Regions from separate parts of the Triticum aestivum genome. Here region 1 is linked to region 2. The links are chromatin contacts, called in public Hi-C maps. All regions are on one chromosome and are shown on one strand. The core of a region is the stretch at or near the end of the contact, and the rest is flanking DNA. Distances in the headings are between cores, read along the strand shown. Region 1 holds the start of LOC123053229 (neutral/alkaline invertase 3, chloroplastic). Region 2 holds the start of LOC123053226 (1,4-alpha-glucan-branching enzyme 2, chloroplastic/amyloplastic).

Evidence for each region. Hi-C and Micro-C count contacts between places; a contact is called where the count stands out from the background.
Region 1: a contact with region 2 is called in a Hi-C map of leaf, with 7 times the contacts expected there. The contact joins the promoter of LOC123053229 here to the promoter of LOC123053226 in region 2. A contact is called at or near these places in 4 of 5 Hi-C or Micro-C datasets (leaf and an unstated tissue).

What each region holds. Positions count from the first base shown.
Region 1 is chr2D:375,613,221-375,618,452 of IWGSC CS RefSeq v2.1, reverse strand. LOC123053229 (neutral/alkaline invertase 3, chloroplastic) reads right to left here and starts at 3,707. Exons shown (of 6, transcript XM_044476674.1): 1 at 3,159-3,707; 2 at 2,751-2,919; 3 at 2,446-2,657; 4 at 1,537-2,030; 5 at 1,405-1,453; 6 at 791-1,262. The coding sequence starts at 3,707. The coding sequence ends at 933. LOC123053230 (histone deacetylase 9) reads right to left here. Exons shown (of 14, transcript XM_044476676.1): 11 at 5,162-5,232; 12 at 4,880-4,978; 13 at 4,627-4,693; 14 at 4,032-4,339. The coding sequence ends at 4,254. It overlaps LOC123053228 (serine/threonine-protein kinase D6PK), which reads left to right. Exons shown (of 3, transcript XM_044476673.1): 3 at 1-406. The coding sequence ends at 155.
Region 2 is chr2D:375,327,046-375,332,263 of IWGSC CS RefSeq v2.1, reverse strand. LOC123053226 (1,4-alpha-glucan-branching enzyme 2, chloroplastic/amyloplastic) reads left to right here and starts at 3,639. Exons shown (of 22, transcript XM_044476670.1): 1 at 3,639-4,008; 2 at 4,335-4,432; 3 at 4,709-4,950. The coding sequence starts at 3,876. LOC123053227 (tyrosine-protein phosphatase RLPH2) reads left to right here. Exons shown (of 4, transcript XM_044476672.1): 2 at 183-250; 3 at 337-516; 4 at 1,749-2,141. The coding sequence ends at 1,925.

The DNA of each region.
Region 1 (5,232 bases), core at 2,458-4,957, 290 kb before region 2:
TGAACTGGGCCTTGATCCGTTGGACTGCACCGCCCGAGACCCCGAAGAGCGTCGACGCCTCAACCCTCACTGCAGCGGTGGCACGGAAGAAGAAGGAAGGCAAGTGCCTCGAGTTCCGGATGAATGGAGACGACATTGAGTTTGAGCTCTTCTAGTGGTGGCGGTAGTAGCAGTAGAAGTTGTAGTGGTAGTACGTTGTGTTCTGAAGAATATCCATACCGTGGTAGCTAGAAGTAGTAGTCCCACAGTTCCCCAGTCCCCACTCCCCTGCAGTTTTTCTGTTGAAGATGAGTTATCAGTTGTCACCTGCCAATGTTGGGATGTAGAGTAACTGAGTAAGGTCGGGCGTTGTGCCTGTAACTTTATTCCTTGTTAATACCATCAGATATCAGATGAGCCATGGTCTTGTGCAAGCATTTTTCTTTCGAATGCAGCCATGCAATAATAGTTCGCCCCCCAGTGGCATCTGAAAATGAGCTGCTACTGCTTGCAGTAGTCGTTGTTGCTGGATAGTAGCAGTATTCTCAAGTAAGGTCCAGTAATAAGTTTTGTAACATGTGTTCTTGTTCATTAATAATATCATAAAGTTAGGAGCAAGGATTTGGCAGTCATGTGTCTGTCACGGACTTCACAATTATGTAATAGTCGAGCAGATGGGACATCACTAATTGCTTGGATGTAACCATTTTATTATAGTGCTGACCGGTGAGTAGCATAACTGTGCATCTGTGCTACAGTGAATGCTGTGCTGCGAAAACCTTGATAACCAATTAACCAACCATAAACAGAATGACAGCGTCTCAAAGTGGGCATTTCCTCTAGACAAGTTCACTGTGGTATGTACAAATCCTGGAGGTATATGTGCGATTCGCACAAAAAACTAAACACCGCTACATCTATGAACCCCCCTAACATTGGAGCTGCTGTTAGACTTACACAATGTAGGTCTTCTTCGGGGCTTTCCTGCCACGCTTCCTGTTCGGGTTGCATGAATCAGCCATGAGATTAAAAGCATTAGCAAATTCCTCGTCTTCGTTGTTACAGAGTATTCTAGACTTTTCAGGGTTTTCGAGCAGCAGCTTGGCCACAAGGAAGCCCGCAATGGACCACGTTTGGAATAGTCGAGCTTGTTTGCCGATGAACCGCCCACGCTTAGTATCGTAGTATTCAGGCCATTTATCCGTGGAAATACGCCTCTCAGCCACCTCCACGGCTCTTGCTGCAATCTCAGGCCGGTTCATCTTGATACATGCCACCGTGAGCTGCCAAAAGAAAAACAAGAAACTGATTGACATTTACAATCAAGAGCAAATGGTGCTAAGTAATCAATCCGAACACTCGACAAGGTCTCGAGGTTTGCAAAGTACACATCAAAATTTCAAACATGATGCTTAAGTTGCAAACCTGCCACAACAATGTTGGCCAGGAACCTGCATTATGGTATGACCAAGGCCTGCAGCAAAACAAAATAAATGTTATGAGGAGATGCAAACGATCTGCAAGACTCGCAGAAGTAGGCAACAATCTAGGACTCACGTGTTTTTAGGGTCGCTCCCTGTAATGTATTTCCACTCTTGATCCTCGAGAGCAGGATAACATATCTTCAATGGCATTTCTGCCACTAGATCAGACCATTTGGCTTCAACTAGATCCAGAATAGCATGGGATTGACGGGTTGTTGCCAAACTGCTTACTATAGACCACAAGTTCCCCAGAGAAAAGAATCGGAAATCCATGTGAGCTGGTTGCAGGTTTCCAATTAAGTAACCCCCTTCCGGAGGGATCCATTCAACTAGCCACGGAGGAATCTGATCAGGATATATGTTAAACTTGTTGACAGCATCATAAGAATATTCTTCTGTTTTGTATCGATATATCTCATTTAGCTTTCTCTTGTCAAGCCAGTAATATTCCCTAATATGAAAAGAGAGCGCCATAAGCCTGTTATTTAGGGCACGGATCAAGTCAGCAGATCCATCTTCTGGGGTAAGCATCTCACGTGCACACAAGAGGGCTGAATAGAACAGTGACTGCACAAGAAATGAAAATGATATATGAGAAATCATGCATAAATAGCAGAAAGTAATCCTCACTCATCTACAGAATAGCAGGGGAGGATCACGTGGCACTATTAACCATAATCTCAGAATGACCTGAATAACCATGTTTTTAAAGACAGGTGCTTCGATTGGCCAATATTTGTGGTTTCAGGCCAGAACTGTGCTCTGTGCAGTGAAATGAGTGACACCCAAAAAGAATTCAAGACATGTAAGAACTCTCTCATTCCTTGTGTAAAAATATACCAGACCCCATAACTGTATTTACTATTTAGTGCCTGTGCCATCATCATATATGTTTGTGTTGCTATGGTTATGTGCTTTTTGCTGTTTGTTGTGTGTGTGTGTGATGTTTCACTGCGCTGTTACTTTCGGACGTTTGTGCTACCTGAATCTCCAGTGGGTGTCCATGGATACCCATTCGACGATCCATCATGCAGGATCCATCAGTGACTAACAATGTGGGGAACATGTCAAACCCATCAGCTAAGCAGAGCTTCAAGATCAATTTTATTCCAGTCTGGACATCGATTCTCTCGTGAAATGAAAGGTCTCCTGAACATTTTCCATATGCCCTCAGTAATATGATCCACCATAGACCTGAAAACCATCATTAAGGTTCTTTATTTTTTATGCTATACGCGTATTAACAGAGTCAACATTACCTGAATTAAAAGGTTTTAAAAACTTTACCTGAATCAACTGGTGCCACACGGCCTATAGCAGCCTCCCCAAAATCAGGATCCAGGACTTCCTCAGTTGCGCCCTCTTCATCACCTTCAAGCGGAACGACACGCACCTTGAAACTAGCTGGCATCAAGCCTTGCCCTGGACTGTGGCAGTCCATGGTTTTCTCCCAGCTCTATAGATGGTCAACAATCAGTTTTAACAAATTATTACAAGCTTCATACATGGTAGGCAGTACATTGAGCAGAATGGTATCCTGACTCAACTAATAATTTCATATAGGTTGTGCTTAATCTTATTGGAATTGAGGAATGATTCAATTGCATACACATTATTAACACAAGTAAGAGGAGCATCTGTATTGACAGACACCAACCGACCGAAATACTCCTACTAGTATGAAGGGTGGGTGACCTGGAGCTGGAGCGTGTGCAGGATGAAGTTGCGGACGATGTCGTACTCCCCCTTGAGCAGGAAGGCGATGCCCGAGGGCACGAAGTCCCGGATGAAGACCTGGTCGTAGTTGAGCGGGCTGGAGTCGTTGGGGTCGCAGGCGGCGATGGTGCCCACGGGGCTGCCGCAGTAGCTGACCACCGACTCCCGGAGGAGCGCCCACGCCTCCTCCTCCAGGTCGCTCGCCGCGCGCCGCCTCTGCTGCGGCGCGTGGTCGGCGGCGCCGTTCAAGTCCCTCCCGGCGACATCGACGGCGGGAGCGGGAGCGGGAGGCTTGAGGGCGGGCTCATGGTCGTGCGCCCTCGGGTTGCTGCTGGGATGCAGCGAGCTGGCGGCGCGGGGAGGGTTCCGCCGCCTCCCGCCCTTCCTCCTCGCATGGGATCCGAATCCGACCCCGACCCTGAGGGAGGTGGGCCGCGGGGGCGCCGCGCCGGAGCATCCAAGATGCAGGCGCAGCGGGGCGGCAGCCTGTGCGATCCCCATGCGCTCGGAGGAGCCGTCGAATCGAACCTGCGTTGAGCCGCTTGCAAAAGCGAAACTGACGGGATTGATTGGCTGTGCGGCGGGCACGAGGGGGATGCAAACAAAGGCGTTCGAGTGGGCGAAGCGAAGCGCCGTTTTGGCTTCTTGTCGCTGAGGCCGGAGGGGTGGGCGACGGGGACCCGTGCGTGGCCACCACTCGGTGCTTCTCTCCGTATACACGCCACGCCTCTCCCTGCCTCGATGCTCTCATCGAGTTTTGCCTCTACGAACGTTATCAATCAGTTGCTTTTCCAAATTCAAAAGGTCACCCATGCAAGAACAATCCAAAGGCTAAATAAAAAAGCACGTACGTACTGAAAAGATTGTATTTTAAGTACGAATGTGAAATCGTACAATGATGTACAAGTCGGCAAGTGTTACATTCTCCCACAATGCTTTCCAGCCCTAGCGTCAGATCCTAAAATGTCAATCAGCCAACTATGTATTTCCCATCCCACGATGTTAAACTGAAAAAGCAGCTGCTGCGGGAAAGACTTTGAGCTTCCACCTACATACATCGCCAAGATGCCGATCTCAATGTCCGCCGTCATCGTGATCATTGTCGTTGTCGCCTTCATAGTACTCGTCGTCACGATGAACCTGCTTGTCTTGGGTATGCTCTGCATGACATACACACTTCTGTAAGAAAAAAAAATGATGACCCAGTTCAAAAGGACTGGAGAAAATACCAAGCAAGGAACTGGCTGAATGAAGAAGAATACAACCAATTTAAGAATAAATAGATAACAAAATGGATCACATTTATTTCATTTCAGGGCAAATTTCTCATTATGTGGCGCGCATATGCTTCGAGAGGACAATGGCGAGTTTGCACGGAGAAATCATCAAGTTTTTACTCGTCCATACGAGCACTGTAAGACATGCCAGAGGTATTTATTTCACTTACGATCAACACGTTCATCAGGATCCAGCTCGTCTTCATCAAAATCCGGGACATAGAAATCGGGTGGAACCTGCAAAATAAACTCATTGTGTATCCGATCTCTGCTCAGAAACAACAAACTACACTATCCTGGCGGAAGCAAGAAAAATAAAGACACAAAAGATGTAAAGGCATATTCCAGTCTTCACATGGTATCCATCCCCGGTTTCAATTGGGATGTTTCAACAATCAACATGCGAATGGAATACAAACTAACCTCTTGCATCTGAACGCCAGGTGCATGTTGTATGGCCCGCAAACTCTCCATTACTTGCACTTTGATTGAACTGAGATACGTCTTACTATTCAAGTTGTCCTGGTCCATTCATCAATAGGAAGACAAATATCATTAGCACATCTACACATCTCTAAAGAAACAAAAGGATGTTCTAGGTGGTAGCCAATATATAAAAAGCATGATGCACCAAACAGCAGTTAAATGTTTCCATAACACCAGGCAGGCATAGAATTAGATAGTTCAATCAGAAAAGGTTCATACCATGTTCAGATTCGGTACTTTCAATGTATAATCTGGACCGAAGTACTCAATGTATTCATTGTCAGGGATCT
Region 2 (5,218 bases), core at 2,390-4,889:
ACTCCTGCACTCTACATGTAAGATTAAACTTCCCACCCATACATGCAACCATAGTGGGCCTTCGATATTTTCTTGGAATTATTTCCTATAATGGCTAATGCCCACATACTTTCAGAGTATTGCACCCACCATAATTTAACCAAGCAGTTTCTAATTTGCCAGCGGTTCTAATTACACTGTAGATCTCATGAAAGCTGTGCCTGAGGAGCACAAGAAGTTTCTGCATGACTTGGTTTGGGTCCATGAAGAGGTGTGCATTCTTTTCTAGTGCAAAGTATACTAGAGAAGCAAGACATATTTCTGCTTTTGTAGTTTCATGTTATCGTTGTATTGCAGGAAGACGTTCGTATTGATACAGATGGAGGCCAGATTCTATGCAAACTGATTGCGGTTCATGCCGGCCTGGAAAAGTCCTTGGATTTGAATGAGCAGCTTAGAGTTTTGAGAACTAGAGACACAAGGGTGCCAAAAGTTCAAATGCTTAGCGGGAGGCAGGATGTTTGGAGCATACCACAGGTGAGCTAATATGTGATCCTGTTGCACTATATCTTGCCAGAGACGAACAATTTACTCTCCGGTTTGTTTTCCATGTTATTGTGTCTAATTTGGTGTCGCAGCTAACTCAGTACACTTGTGTAGTGTGTAGATGCAAACAAGATAAAGTTCAGTGCATTAGACTACCATCCTTGTAGAAGAGACCAACATAGTCTCCACAATGCTCTTTCTAATTGCATCTAAAGATGCCGTGATACGTACATGGAGTCACGTATTTTATATCACCTGCAGTACTAGTGAACCCATCATTGGCTTGATATTGCGCCATGCTAAGTTCTGTTGGCACTAAAGCCTTATATTAAGATTGGTTTGGTATGTGATTATTCCTAGAACTACTAGCCTTAGTGAAGCATGCACTGTTAGCCCCAAAATTGTTTGATTTGTCACTTCTCTGAACTGTGGAAATGGTATGTATGCAGTTTTCCTCAGCATCTTCTTGGTTTGGACTAATTTATATACATAGGAGTTCGTAAAGAAGTGTATATACGGAGTACCATAGGCCAGCGAAATGCTTTTTTTAACAAAGGCAAGCACTTTGTCACATTTCATTAAATAGGAAGGACAGTGGCATAAATATATACACAACAAAAAGGCCAAGGTGGGCGAAAACCCCTAAAAATATATACTCCTGAAATTAGTGCTCCCAAGTGCTTTGCAACGGCTACCACAGAACAATTCACCTAGCTCTTGATTCTTATGGGGTGCACGGCATGCTGCTAACTGATCTGAAGACTCTTGCACTCAATGTTTGAATGAAGGTGTAGAGTTTTCTCACCAGATGTGTGAGCACATAATCTTTGCTTGCTATGATGCAAGTACTGACAAGTGCCATTTTCTCCTTTTATCAAATTATTGAGCCAGTTTTCTTTAGCACAGACCGTCGGTAATCTGTAAAGAAAAAAAAAAGTGTGGCATGCAGGAAATTTGATTACAGCTGTCCACTGTCCTGCTTCTAATATGCTTTAAACTAGCAGCAATGTGCATTGGGTGAAGTTAGGTTACAGAATCACACCAGTTTGACTGTCACTCTGGAACTTCGGATGGTTTAGCCCATTTTAGCTGAAACAGCAAGCACATGGTGCATGCTCATAGACTGCCACTAACTTATTCATGGCTACATGGTTGGTGTCCATGGTCGGTACATTTATCGGGATTATGAGCAGTTGTGCTGATACACGGATTTCCTTTTCCAGGATCTGGCCGGCAAGCAGACCATCGTTGTAAGTGGGCATCACGGGAAGCTCCACGTGGACGGTCTCAGGTTCATCATCGACGAAGGTGGCGGGTACTCAGATAAACCTATAGCTGCCGTTGTTTTCCCTTCGAAGGAAGTCATCCGGAGCACAGAGGGAACGGCCTCCCAGAATTAATCTAGACACCATCGGAAATGCAAGCTAATGTCGTAACGGAGTATCATATTTCCAAAAACACAGAACTGAGGTTTTAATGTATAACGTCGAGTAAATAAATCAATAATGTGTGATCTTCTCCTAAGCATGCAATGTGACAACTAGGACAAGTAAGCTCCTGTGTGCCAGTTGACAGCATCATTATACTTCTTGCTACTTGGCTGTCGATATGAATCATGAACGGCAATGGCCCTGTTTTTAAACAGCAGCTTTTCTTGTTAACCGAAGTAATACATCCTGCACGGCACCTTCTATAGACAAACAGATCTCGGACGGTGGTTGTACATGCCTACATGGTCCAAGGCAGAACAATAGTTTTTTTTTTCTTTCGAATTCGGCAGTGCAAAAGGTGCGAGGATATCAAGTCACAGGGGAGTTGTTGAATTAACGGTCGGGAGAGAGCCTCCTGGCAGGTCTCTTGTACTTCTCGTTTGTTTCTTCCTGATGAACAGCAAGCGAAAGCGAACGGACATGTCCACGGGGAAGGGACCACGACGCTAAGATAACTCGGCCGGCCGGTCCCTCCCTCCGTCGTCCGCCAGTCACACCGGTCACCAGGCTTGACGCTTAATAAATATCTCTCCTGTATCTAGGAACAAAGGATCACCGAGGGCTTAAAATAAGCATGACTGCACGGCTTCAGGTGGTAGCATAATGACCATGGGGAAGTGAGATCTTGATGCCCGTTTTGCAGCCAGAGAATTCAGAAACACCTCCATTTTAGATTTTTTTTTTTGTTCTTTTCGGACGGTGGGGTCGTGGAGAGATTAGCGTCTAGTTTTCTTAAAAGAACAGGCCATTTAGGCCCTGCTTTACAAAAGGCTCAACCAGTCCAAAACGTCTGCTAGGATCACCAGCTGCAAAGTTAAGCGCGAGACCACCAAAACAGGCGCATTCGAACTGGACAGACGCTCACGCAGGAGCCCAGCACCACAGGCTTGAGCCTGACAGCGGACGTGAGTGCGTGACACATGGGGTCATCCATGGGCGTCGGAGCAAGGAAGAGAGACGCACATGAACACCATGATGATGCTATCAGGCCTGATGGAGGGAGCAACCATGCACCTTTTCCCCTCTGGAAATTCATAGCTCACACTTTTTTTTAATGGAAGCAAGAGTTGGCAAACACATGCATTTTCAAACAAGGAAAATTAATTCTCAAACCACCATGACATGCAATTCTCAAACCATGCACCGACGAGTCCATGCGAGGTGGAAACGAAGAACTGAAAATCAACATCCCAGTTGTCGAGTCGAGAAGAGGATGACACTGAAAGTATGCGTATTACGATATCATTTACATACATGTACAAATACATAATGTACCCTACAATTTGTTTTTTGGAGCAGAGTGGTGTGGTCTTTTTTTTTACACGAAAATGCCATAGCTGGCCCGCATGCGTGCAGATCGGATGATCGGTCGGAGACGACGGACAATCAGACACTCACCAACTGCTTTTGTCTGGGAGACAATAAATGTTTTTTGTAAACAAAATAAATACTTATAAACGAGGGTACTAGAGGCCGCTAACGGCATGGCCAGGTAAACGCGCTCCCAGCCGTTGGTTTGCGATCTCGTCCTCCCGCACGCAGCGTCGCCTCCACCGTCCGTCCGTCGCTCTCTGCCACCTCTGCTGTGCGCGCGCACGAGGGAGGAAGACGACGCCGCACACACACTCACACACGGCACACTCCCCGTGGGTCCCCTTTCCGGCTCGGCGTCTATCTCCTCTCCCCCGCCCATCCCCATGCACTGCACCGTACCCGCCAGCTTCCACCCCCGCCGCACACGTTGCTCCCCCTTCTCATCGCTTCTCAATTAATATCTCCATCACTCGGGTTCCGCGCTGCATTTCGGCCGGCGGGTTGAGTGAGATCTGGGCGACTGGCTGACTCAATCACTACGCGGGGATGGCGACGTTCGCGGTGTCCGGCGCGACTCTCGGTGTGGCGCGGGCCGGCGTCGGAGTGGCGCGGGCCGGCTCGGAGCGGAGGGGCGGGGCGGACTTGCCGTCGCTGCTCCTCAGGAAGAAGGACTCCTCTCGTACGCCTCGCTCTCTCGAATCTCCCCGTCTGGCTTTGGCTCCCCTTCTCTCTCCTCTGCGCGCGCATGGCCTGTTCGATGCTGTTCCCCAATTGATCTCCATGAGTGAGAGAGATAGCTGGATTAGGCGATCGCGCTTCCTGAACCTGTATTTTTTTCCCCGCGGGGAAATGCGTTAGTGTCACCCAGGCCCTGGTGTTACCACGGCTTTGATCATTCCTCGTTTCATTCTGATATATATTTTCTCACTCTTTTTCTTCCTGTTCTTGCTGTAACTGCAAGTTGTGGCGTTTTTTCACTATTGTAGTCATCCTTGCATTTTGCAGGCGCCGTCCTGAGCCGCGCGGCCTCTCCAGGGAAGGTCCTGGTGCCTGACGGCGAGAGCGACGACTTGGCAAGTCCGGCGCAACCTGAAGAATTACAGGTACACACACTCGTGCCGGTAAATCTTCATACAATCGTTATTCACTTACCAAATGCCGGATGAAACCAACCACGGATGCGTCAGGTTTCGAGCTTCTTCTATCAGCATTGTGCAGTACTGCACTGCCTTGTTCATTTTGTTAGCCTTGGCCCCGTGCTGGCTCTTGGGCCACTGAAAAAATCAGATGGATGTGCATTCTAGCAAGAACTTCACAACATAATGCACCGTTTGGGGTTTCGTCAGTCTGCTCTACAATTGCTATTTTTCGTGCTGTAGATACCTGAAGATATCGAGGAGCAAACGGCGGAAGTGAACATGACAGGGGGGACTGCAGAGAAACTTCAATCTTCAGAACCGACTCAGGGCATTGTGGAAACAATCACTGATGGTGTAACCAAAGGAGTTAAGGAACTAGTCGTGGGGGAGAAACCGCGAGTTGTCCCAAAACCAGGAGATGGGCAGAAAATATACGAGATTGACCCAACACTGAAAGATTTTCGGAGCCATCTTGACTACCGGTAATGCCTACCCGCTGCTTTCGCTCATTTTGAATTAAGGTCCTTTCATCATGCAAATTTGGGGAACATCAAAGAGACAAAGACTAGGGACCACCATTTCATACAGATCCCCTCGTGGTCTGAGAATATGCTGGGAAGTAAATGTATAATTGATGGCTACAATTTGCTCAAAATTGCAATACGAATAACTGTCTCCGATCATTACAATTAAAGAGTGGCAAACTGATGAAAATGTGGTGGATGGGTTATAGATTTTACTTTGCTAATT